Linked DNA regions of Mus musculus: region 2 is linked to region 1. Evidence: chromatin contacts called from public HiChIP or PLAC-seq data. All regions are on one chromosome and are shown on one strand. Each heading gives the region's core, a stretch centred on a gene start, on an enhancer-like site or on the middle of the called end of the contact. The rest is flanking DNA. Distances are from core to core; before and after follow the strand shown. Region 1 holds the start of Smn1 (survival motor neuron 1). Region 2 overlaps Naip2 (NLR family, apoptosis inhibitory protein 2).

Region 1 (5,086 bases), core at 920-3,419:
ATTTCTTTTCTGGTCCAGTCTATTTGGAGTTCTGTAGGCTTCTTGTATGTTCATGGTCATCTCTTTCTTTAGATTTGGGAAGTTTTCTTCAATAATTTTGTTGAAGATGTTTGCTGGTCCTTTGAGTTGAAAATCTTCATTCTCATCCACTCCTATTATCCGTAGGTTTGGTCTTCTCATTGTGTCCTGGATTTCCTGGATGTTTTGAGTTAAGATCTTTTTGCATTTTCCATTTTCTTTGATTGTTGTGCCGATGTTCTCTATGGAATCTTCTGCACCTGAGATTCTCTCTTCCATCTCTTGTATTCTGTTGCTGATGCTGGCATCTATGGTTCCAGATTTCTTTCCTAGGGTTTCTATCTTCAGCGTTGCCTCACTTTGGGTTTTCTTTATTGTGTCTACTTCCCTTTTTAGGTCTAGTATGGTTTTGTTCATTTCTATCACCTGTTTGGATGTGTTTTCCGGTTTTTCTATAAGGACTTCTACCTGTTTGGTTGTGTTTTCCTGTTTTTCTTTAAGGACTTGTAACTCTTTAGCAGTGTTCTCCTGTATTTCTTTAAGTGAGTTATTAAATTCCTTCTTTATGTCCTCTACCATCATCATGTGAAATGCTTTTAAATCCAGGTCTACCTTTTCAGGTGTGTTAGGATGCCCTGGACTGGGCGAAGTGGGAGTGCTGGGTTCTGATGATGGTGAGTGGTCTTGGTTCCTGTTAGTAGGATTCTTACGTTTACCTTTCGCCATCTGGCTATCTCTGGAGTTAGTTGTTATAGTTGTCTTTGTTTAGAGATTGTTCCTCTGTTGATTTTGTTACCCTCTACTAGCAGACGTGGGAGACTAGCTCTCTCCTCTGAGTTTCAGTGGTCAGAGCAGTCTCTGCAGGCAAGCTCTCCTCTTTTAGGGAAGGTGCACAGTTATCTGGTGTTTGGACCTCCTCCTGGCTGAAGATGAAGGCCCAAAACAGGATCTTTCCCAGAAGCTGTGTTGCTTTGGCCAGGAAGGTGGCCGGTTTTCTGGAGCCGAAGATGTCACCGCCTCCTCATTTTTTTAAATTGCAGGTTTTTGTGGTTTTGAGACATTGTTTCAGTGTTCTGTTGGGTAAATATCCCCTAATTTAGCTAAGGCACTCTGCCTTTTACCAGCTCAGTAGGATGTGTTTCCCAGATACTCTGTCCATGTCCGCAGCTGGGAACATTCTCTTAACAAACGATCTACACCCACATCACTATCAGTGTGCCCCTGGTCCAATTTTATTTTGTTAAATCCTGGAACACAAGAACCCACAAATCTCACTGGGCGCTTTTGGGATGCCCTATTGTCTATGCCCTATTCCAAGATCCCCTAAATTGTAGAAAACAGTGGGTTTTGCCAGGCTGTGCCCTGCCCTGGGAGAGTCCATCATAGTTTGAGACAGGGGCTCGCTGCAAACCTCTGACTGGCCTGGAACTTCGTATGTAGACCAGGCTGGCCCCAACTCATACCTGCTTGCCTCTGGAAACTCCACCCTACAAGCAGCTTCTGACTCCATCTTGAGGGAGGTGACTGAAACCTCTGGGTACACCAGAAATAGCACCATCTGCCAGGACTTATCTAGTTTTTTGTTTGTTTTCTACAGGCTGATAGGTGGCTTATTCCTGAGTCAATCTGTAAATTTATTGGGATAAATCAAAACTATGGTGGCACATGGGATATCGAAATTCTATCAGGAAAATCAGACTCAGGAATTTACCAGATATGCCAGATGAAGGAAATGGTCGACTCCCCTTACCTCAACCTTGGGCCCATTACAAAACAGACACCTAACACTGCAAAAGGCCCGATACCAACCCATCGTCTAATAATTGGTGTGTGCATCAAGAACCAGCAAACACAGGATGCCCTTATTGTGAAGGTTCATCCCAAACTCGGGAAGCTGAGGTAGCAAAGGCCAGCCTAGGCTATATAGCGAGGCTGACTTGAAAAATGAAAAGAAAAGGGCTGGAGGGAGGAAAATAAATTGGAAGAAAACAGAGGGAAAGGTTAAAAAAAAAAAAAAGAACTAGAAGACAGGTGGAGGGGAGAAAGAGAAAAGACAGATGTGGGAGGAGTGAGTTGGAAGCGTGTAGGAGGTCTCTGGCTGCCTCCGGGCCACCGTACTCTTCCGGTCCCAGAAGCCCCATGACGGAAGTCGTCATTGAGTGAGCCCGGCAGCGTCCGTGGTAGCAGGCCATGGCGATGGGCAGTGGCGGAGCGGGCTCCGAGCAGGAAGATACGGTGCTGTTCCGGCGTGGCACCGGCCAGGTGAGGTCGCGGCTCGGCGCTAGCACTCGGAGCGCTGCCCGAGACCGAGGCGGTGCGAGCTCGGGCCACATCCGCAGGCGGCTCCTGGTGCAGCTCGGGCGCCGGCGAGGCTGTGAGCCACGCTTTGGTCCTGTGTGACTGTGAGGGGATGTGCAGGAACGGGGACAGGCTGGCTGAAGCAAGGCAACCAGATAGGAGCCATTGGAAAGCTCCAGATTTAGGTCAGGATGAAGATGTTCACAGGGACTTTAGACTAAAATGCTGGTTTTCTGGATCCAGTTTTGTAACCGGAAAGACCAAGTGTTGCAAACAACAGTTGATAAAGTTTGAGAGAGAGGGATAACTAAAGTTGCCCGGAGTAGTTGAAAGTTGCTATTGACTGCATTGCATTCAAATGTATACGACAGCAGATCCGAGGCAGGGTTGGTGGTGCACGCATAATTACATGCACAAACACTTGGGAGATGGGGGCCGGAGGGTCGGGAGTTCAAGATCCTCGGTTACAGCGTGAATTCCGGACCAGCCTAAATTACAGGGAGACTGTAGAAGTAAGATAAACACTGGTAAGTACGAGGGCAAATCAGAGCCAAGTTGGTGGACTGTGCATGTGATCAGTCCCAGCTCCTGAGGCAGGAATGTGAAGTTGAGTCTAGCCTGGGAAACAACATACTCCATCTAACGAAGTTTAAAACATTAGGACCTCGGTCGTCTTATGGTATGGCAACTGATTTCTGCTTGGGGCTTGGGGTGGGAGAAGAGAATTCTGGGCAGCTTTGGGCAGTGCTGCATTTCCTTCTTTGGGGGACAGCCCAGCAATTCCTATTCTGAATAAAGCTTTGCCCTTTGTCCTCAGGGGAGCCCTGGCGGTCTGGTTCTCTCCTTAAAACCACAAGGTTCCTGTGCTAATTTGTCATCGTGGTAACTTCTTCATGCCCAGGGTGATGGGTCATGTTTACAATCTCAGGGGTAATCTTATTGATTGCAGCTTCTTTCTTGTTGCTGTTTTGTTGTTTTGAGACAGGTCTCACAGGGTAGCCTTAGGAGACTTGGAACTCTCCATGTAAGCCAGGCTGGCATCAAACTCAAGGAGATTGCCCCGTCTCAGCCCCCCCTCCCGCCCCCATTTGAATCAGGGACACATTCCATAACCTAAATTGGCCTGGAATTCAATATGCTAGACTGGCCTGGAGCTCTTGGCAACCCTACTGTCTCCAGCTCCGGGATATTGGGATTGTAGATTATAGATATGAGCCATTTTAATTTGTAGTTCATGGTTTTGTTTTTGTTTGTTGGTGTGCTTGTTTGTTTGTTGGGATAGAGTTTTATGTTGTAGTCTATGCTGTCTGGGAACCCACTATAGCCCAGACCAGTTTTGCCTTGGCAGTCCTCTGCTTCTACTGAGTACATTGAGGCTTTCTTAGGTGCTAGGATCTCTGTGTTCGTGCGTGGTGACTTTCTAGAAATGTATCTGCCTGTAACACACACTCTGAGTGTCTGGGCTGTAGGCATTGCTGGGGGTTGATCTAGGGACTTTGAGCTACTTCCCCAGTACTTCCTATTATCTGTTTTTTATTAAGCACATCTATCTATAACTTATTTTTTATTTTTTCTCCCTCTTCAGAGTGATGATTCTGACATTTGGGATGATACAGCATTGATAAAAGCTTATGATAAAGCTGTGGCTTCCTTTAAGGTATGAAATGGTTAATCATTTTTTTCCTTATTTCCTCAGGTCATACATTTTGTAAAGAAAGAGAGAGAAGAAAAATAAACTTGAGCACATTGAGGCTTTCTTAGGTGGTGGGACCTGTTATGTTAGAAAGTAGTGACTTTTTAAAAATATATCCCTCCATGACACATAGATCTTATTTATTTATTTATTTATTTATTTACTGTTTTCATAGCATGCTCTAAAGAACGGTGACATTTGTGAAACTCCAGATAAGCCAAAAGGCACAGCCAGAAGAAAACCTGCCAAGAAGAATAAAAGCCAAAAGAAGAATGCCACAACTCCCTTGAAACAGGTGATAGATTGATTTAACCAGGGTCCTGCCCGGCCTGAGGGGCGGCATGCTGCTTCTGTTTGGAGTGTCCCAGAGCTGTGGATGAATTAGCAAACGCACACATACACACACAGGCGTGTGCGCACACACATGTGCAGGCTGGGCATTAAAACCAGAGCTCTCTGCATTCTGAGTATGTGCTGTGTAGCTGATATGCAACTCAACCCCCCCCCCCCCCCCACACACACACACAAGTTCAACAATTATAAAAATTACTAGGGTAACTCAAAACTTGTGGTAACTGGGTCTGCTATTGAAAGCAGAAGACCTGGGGGTATAGTGTACCAGCAAAGTACCTGGCTGGTTACAGGCCCAGCCTGTGTGCCTGTGTGTCCCTGACCAGACCCACATTGAGTCAGCACAAAACCCTATAGACTAGAGGTCTCATTCTCTCCTCTCTTCTTTTCTCTCTCTCTCTCTCTCTCTCTCTCTCTCTCTCTGAGTTTTTTTGTAAAGTGAATAGTTTGATGCCTCCTTCCATTCATTATTTCCAAAGGGAAAGGGTGTCTACATTTGGTGAACACTTGCTTTTCTTTGACTAAGAACACTGGATTTGTCATACACGTTTGGTCTCTTTTGTTCTTAATGACACGTTTCGGTGGTGGAATACATTATAGCCATTCATCAGGCCGGGAAAAGGAGATGCAGGTGACTAAGAACAGTGTTTATAATGAAGTGAATGGGAGGACTGGAATTACACTTGGAGAACTGGGTTATGGTTTGTTCTTTTCAGAAGAAGGAAT
Region 2 (5,086 bases), core at 1,548-4,047, 60 kb after region 1:
GAACTCGAAGCCTGTCCTACTTACTGTATAGATGCTCTGCTGACCTAAACTACTAACACTAAGATTTCGTTTTCCAAGGGTGCTGGAATGGAACCAGAGGACCTTGCCCATGCTGGCCAAGCAAGTAATATCCTCAGACCTGTCACTGCATTTAATTGTGAACATCCCCCAGCTTAATGATGATCTTAACCATTCTAACCATCAAGCCATTCTAGTATGCTTTGGGGAACTGGGGATGTAGCTCATAGGTAGCATGCTCTCCTAATCTCCTTGGTTCCATCCCCAGCACCTGAGAACCTCCATCTCAGCACTCAGCAGGAGGACCAAAAGTTCAAGGCTCATTTGAGTGTGAGGCCAGTCTGGGATAGAAGAAACACTAAAACTTGCTTCCAAAACATTTTATCCACTATTTTAGTTGTTTGAAGGGAAGCATCTGTTACAGTACCAACACTACACACTTAGTTATGCATATCTACACTAAAAACTAAGTCACTTAATGAATGGATCCTTGGTACAGAAGCTTGCCACTAAACCTAATAACCTCTAAATTAATTCTCTCATGGTAGAAGGAGAGAACCAAGTCCATATAAGTTGTCCTCTGACTTCTGCACCTTTACACATGGGACCCATGGGCATCCACATACAATAGTAAGTAAATAATTGAGTCTATAATTTTTACATTTACTTTTAAATTTTTCTTTATTTTTGTCTGCATGGTTGCCTGCACCACACATGTGCAGTGGCCATGGAGGTCAGAGGAAGACACTGGATCCTCTAGAACTGGATTTTCGGAGTTGTGAGTTGCCAGAGGGTGCTGGGAACTGAAGCTGAGTCCTTTCCAAGAGCAGCAAAGTGCATTAACCACTGAACCATCTCTCCTGCTCATAAAGTAACAACAGAAACAAACCCAAAATCATTCCATAATAGAGAAATCACTTATGAAGATAAGTTTTAAAGAAGGGCTGGAGAGATGGCTCAGTAGTTAAAAGCACTGTCTACTCTTCCAGAGATCCTGAGTTTAGTTCCCAGCATCCACATCAGACAGTTCACAAATGTCTGTAACTCCACCTCCAAGGGACCGAATGATCTTGTCTGGCTTCCAAAAGCATCTATATACATGTGGTGTGTGTGTGATCATGCACACTCATACTCACACACACACACACACACACACACACACACACACACACAGAGAGAGAGAGAGAGAGAGAGAGAGAGAGAGAGAGAGAGAGAGAGACAGACAGACAGACAGACAGACAGAGACAGAGACACAGAGAACACAAGAGAGAAATAAGCAAAGTGTTTGGAATGTGTCTGAGGTTTTACCTGATACCATAGGTAATTCTCTTCTGACCCAGGAATTCACAAAATGTTCTCCCTGAGGAAAGAAATTTGGTTACTGACTGATTAACTTATAAAATATAATTCATCTCTGAGCTGCAACTGAAGACGTTTCTCCACTAAAGCCAAGTTTCATTAGAGCAGCAGAATTTGGGCAAATCAGTCCTTTAATTTTGGTTTGAGTTTTATTGATTTGGGGGATTTTATGCAGTTCCAAACATCAGTGAAATGGAAACTTTCTCAGGGTCACTCTTACCAGACACCCAGCTCAACAAGAGAACTGCAGTTACACACACAGATGCATTTGACTCATGAGGAACTGAGACATGGGAAGAGGGCTCACATCAGAAGGGCCTCTCCAATTGAGCAACTCTCCCTCTGAGAGAACTGCACCCAGACTTTCAACCCATGCTGTCTGCAGATGCTGCTTCTGAGTCATCAGCAAATACATCTCCTTTGGCTTCAGTTTGGGTTGTGTTTCCCAACTGCCCTCACTAGTTTGAGTCTAAATGCCCAGCTGCAGGAGGCATCCTGAGTGCCCTGCCTCTGTCAGGTACCACAGAGGACTGAGTGTGACATCCAGGTAGAGGCTACAGAAAGATGCTAGGGGAGTGGCCTCAAGCAGAAGCCACACACAGCCAGCTTGAAAACCAAGTTAAGTGGTTCCAGCTTAACAGGATAACAGGATTTGTTTTCCTCTCTGCAGACAAGAGGCAGGAGAATGAGAAAAGAAAGGGAGAAAGACACAGAATCCATCAGAAAACCTCACCCTGACAATTCAGACGTTATTAGGTAAAGAACATACACTATTAGACATAGTTGTCTGTTGTAGATTACCGTTACATGAAGAAATCCTTCATAGCTTTGTACATATTGGGTAATTTCCTCTGGGGACTTCTTACTTTGAAGAAATTCACATCTAGGGTTAAAAATATGTTTAAAATTTATCCCTAATATTGGCAATATCAATATTGATGAAAAATAACCCCAATATTTCAGTGAAGATTATCTATATCACAATAAATATTCACTAAAAACCCATCAAATTGTTGAATTTGGTACTTCAATAAAACTGTCAGATTTTCCTGAAGTCTTACTCATAAGGATTAATACTGTTTAAAAACTTTAAAACATTCTAATGATAAAGTGCATCATTATTTAAGCACCAAACCTTGTGCTGGCTATTTTTGTTTGTTTTTGCTTTTTTGTCAATTTGACATAAGCTAGAGTCATCTAGGAAGAAGGAACTTAATCTGAGAAAATAAGGCCATTAGATTGGCCTGTAGGTGAGTCTGTGGGTCATTTTCTTGATTAATGATTTATGTGGGTGGGCCTAGTCCACTACAGGGGGTTCCACTTCTGAGAAGGTTGTCTTGGGAGGCATAAGAGAGATAGGTGGACATGAGCCTGGGAGCAAGGCAACAGGCAGTGTTCCGTCATAGTTTCCGTTTGTTCTTACTTATGTTCCTGCCCTGACATCCCTCGGCGGCAGGTTGTAATCTGTTTGTGTAAGCCAAATCTACTCTTTCCTCCTCAGATTGCTTTTGGTCATGGTGTTTTTCACAGCAAGAGAAAGCAAAGTAGGACAGACCTTATTATTATTTTAATTTTTATTTCAAGACAGGGTCTTCCTGTGTTGTGATGGTGATGTCAAAGTCTTGATCTCAAGCAATCCTCCCACCTCAGCTGCAACAGGAGCCTGCACTATAGGTATATAATATTATACCCTGCTGTTCTTTTCTTGAAGAAAATATGCAATAGAATCAAAAAGATCGATTCACAGTAAGTAGAGGGTGGAACTCACTCTCTCTCTCTCTCTCTCTCTCTCTCTCTCTCTGTCTCTCTCTCTGTCTCTGTCTCTGTCTCTCTCTAAATCAATGTAAGCATCATAAGAGATGGAGGGAGAAGGACATTTGAATATGGTGATAATATTTTATGGTATTAGACATTAATAGTCTTCTCATTTAGGAGACATAACAATACTGTGGCTCTTTTTTTTAAAGTCATGATTTAAAGCTATATGCTAAATGGATGACAGATGGAACCATGTGTTAGCTGGAATTTACTTTGACATAGCCCAATCATTACTGTTCCACAGGGATGGTGGGAAAGAGATAGACAAAATACGATTAGAGCAGCTTCACAGAGGTGTGCATTATACTTCCTCTGTTTTCTGTGTAATTTCCATAATGAAAGTCTGAAAAGCAGTTAAAGGAATGAATGTTTATATGGCAGAAACAAAAACAACAGGCATAAAAACCACACCACTAAACACATTATTAAAAATAAGTAAAATGCACTTCTTTTTCTAAGCATCAATAACAAAAAATTCTGCATGTCCAAAATAAAACACACTTGTTTGTCTCCAGTGGCATTGGTGTGAGGTGATCTAGGACTTGGTTCTCTTGCCATTTTTTTTTAAATCATAAGATGGCCTTGAACTCCCAATTGTCCAGTGTCCACCTTCCTAACCATCATTTCCATTCCTGTGCAGATTAACTCACTCCTTGGTTAAGGTTAAGTCATGAAACTGCTGCTTGACAAAGAAAATTGTAGTATTGGGACAACAAAATAACATTTAATAATTGTTAGGTGGCCTGGATAGAATGTCCTTAATGTACTTGTAGAATACCTGAGTTCAGTGCCCAACACCTACTTTGGGCAACCACAGTAACTCTAGCTCTAAGGAGGAGAAGAATACCTGTGTCCTCTAACCAGCACTAACATGCACATAACCCCCCCACCCCCAATTACTAAAAATTAAAAGGTGGGTCTGGGGAGATGGCTTAGTAGGTGACACATCCCATCTAGAAAAGGCTTTACCAAGTGAATGAGTTTTCTGGAAATGGCCCACCATCTTGCGTGGCTGCAATGGGTGTGGTCTGAGAGGCAAGGTCCCCAGAGACTTCATCCTAGGATTGCTTCTTGCTGCTGATATGCCTTTCCCTGTCACTCTTACATTGCTTAATGATTTCCTGGGTATTCACATACTCTGTTGAACAGAGCTCTTGCAGAATCAATATGAAGATGTACTTTCATGGAGTAGTAGTGTTTAGACCAGTTGATGATTTCAGAAAAAAACCTGATAATTTCATAATTCTTGATCTGATTTTATAGACCCCTACATTTATACAAGTAATCTCTAGCTCCCTATAGAATAAAAGCTGCAAATAGGACTCTGTAAACTTTTATGTGTCACAGGCTAATTGCGCTAGGAAAACAGGCTTGGAACAAGTTTACAATCAAGGAAAACAGGCTTTTTAGGTCAGGAATGAGGCTACGATCTGGTAACTAATGGTCATAAACTGGGAATAGATAATTTATTGTAGGTGCAAGGACAGACAATTTATGACAAACACTATTGCTTTAAACTTATAATGAACTTATGGAGCTAAAAAATAGATCAGGGATGTTCAGTCAGGAACTAGTCCTAATGGAAAGACATGTAAACAATTCTGCTGTAACTCCTTAAAATTATTGACCTATGACATAAATTATTATTTTAAACCTACTATGAACTCATGGAATTTAGAAATGTTTAGAAAACTATGCAATCAAGTATTCTTCTGTAACGCTCCTACCTAATAATTAAAATTAGGTATTTTTTTTTGAGAAAATATAAAAACTAAGAATAACAGTAAAGTGGTGGTGTAGCCCTTTTCTGCTTCATTAATTGTTTGTGCATGTGTGTGCGTGCGTGTGTGTGTGTGTGTGTGTGTGTGTGTGTGTGTGCGCGCGCTTGACT

What was found. HiChIP or PLAC-seq counts read pairs in DNA pulled down with a chosen protein or histone mark.
Region 2: a contact with region 1 is called in an H3K4me3 HiChIP or PLAC-seq map of bone marrow-derived macrophages, with 4 times the contacts expected there. The contact joins the enhancer-like site here to the promoter of Smn1 in region 1. A contact is called at or near these places in 2 of 39 promoter capture datasets (macrophages and stem cell-derived epiblast-like cells), 3 of 484 Hi-C or Micro-C datasets (embryonic stem cells, myeloid progenitors and neutrophils), 2 of 115 datasets of contacts at active chromatin or transcription factors (bone marrow-derived dendritic cells and bone marrow-derived macrophages) and 3 of 9 other capture datasets (adipose tissue, liver and pancreatic islet).

The regions. Positions count from the first base shown.
Region 1 is chr13:100,122,686-100,127,771 of GRCm38.p6, forward strand. Smn1 (survival motor neuron 1) reads left to right here and starts at 2,170. Exons shown (of 9, transcript NM_011420.2): 1 at 2,170-2,280; 2 at 3,902-3,973; 3 at 4,185-4,304. The coding sequence starts at 2,209.
Region 2 is chr13:100,181,579-100,186,664 of GRCm38.p6, forward strand. Naip2 (NLR family, apoptosis inhibitory protein 2) reads right to left here. Exons shown (of 16, transcript NM_001126182.2): 5 at 2,179-2,260; 6 at 1,327-1,378. Among named protein-coding and RNA genes, the nearest start is that of Naip2, 18 kb to the right of the region's middle. Within about 2 kb of position 2,798, at least 35 of the 459 cell types and tissues checked have an H3K27ac peak or open chromatin away from gene starts, as enhancers often do. A contact at or near this core is called in bone marrow-derived dendritic cells, bone marrow-derived macrophages, macrophages and 2 more, where this site is marked.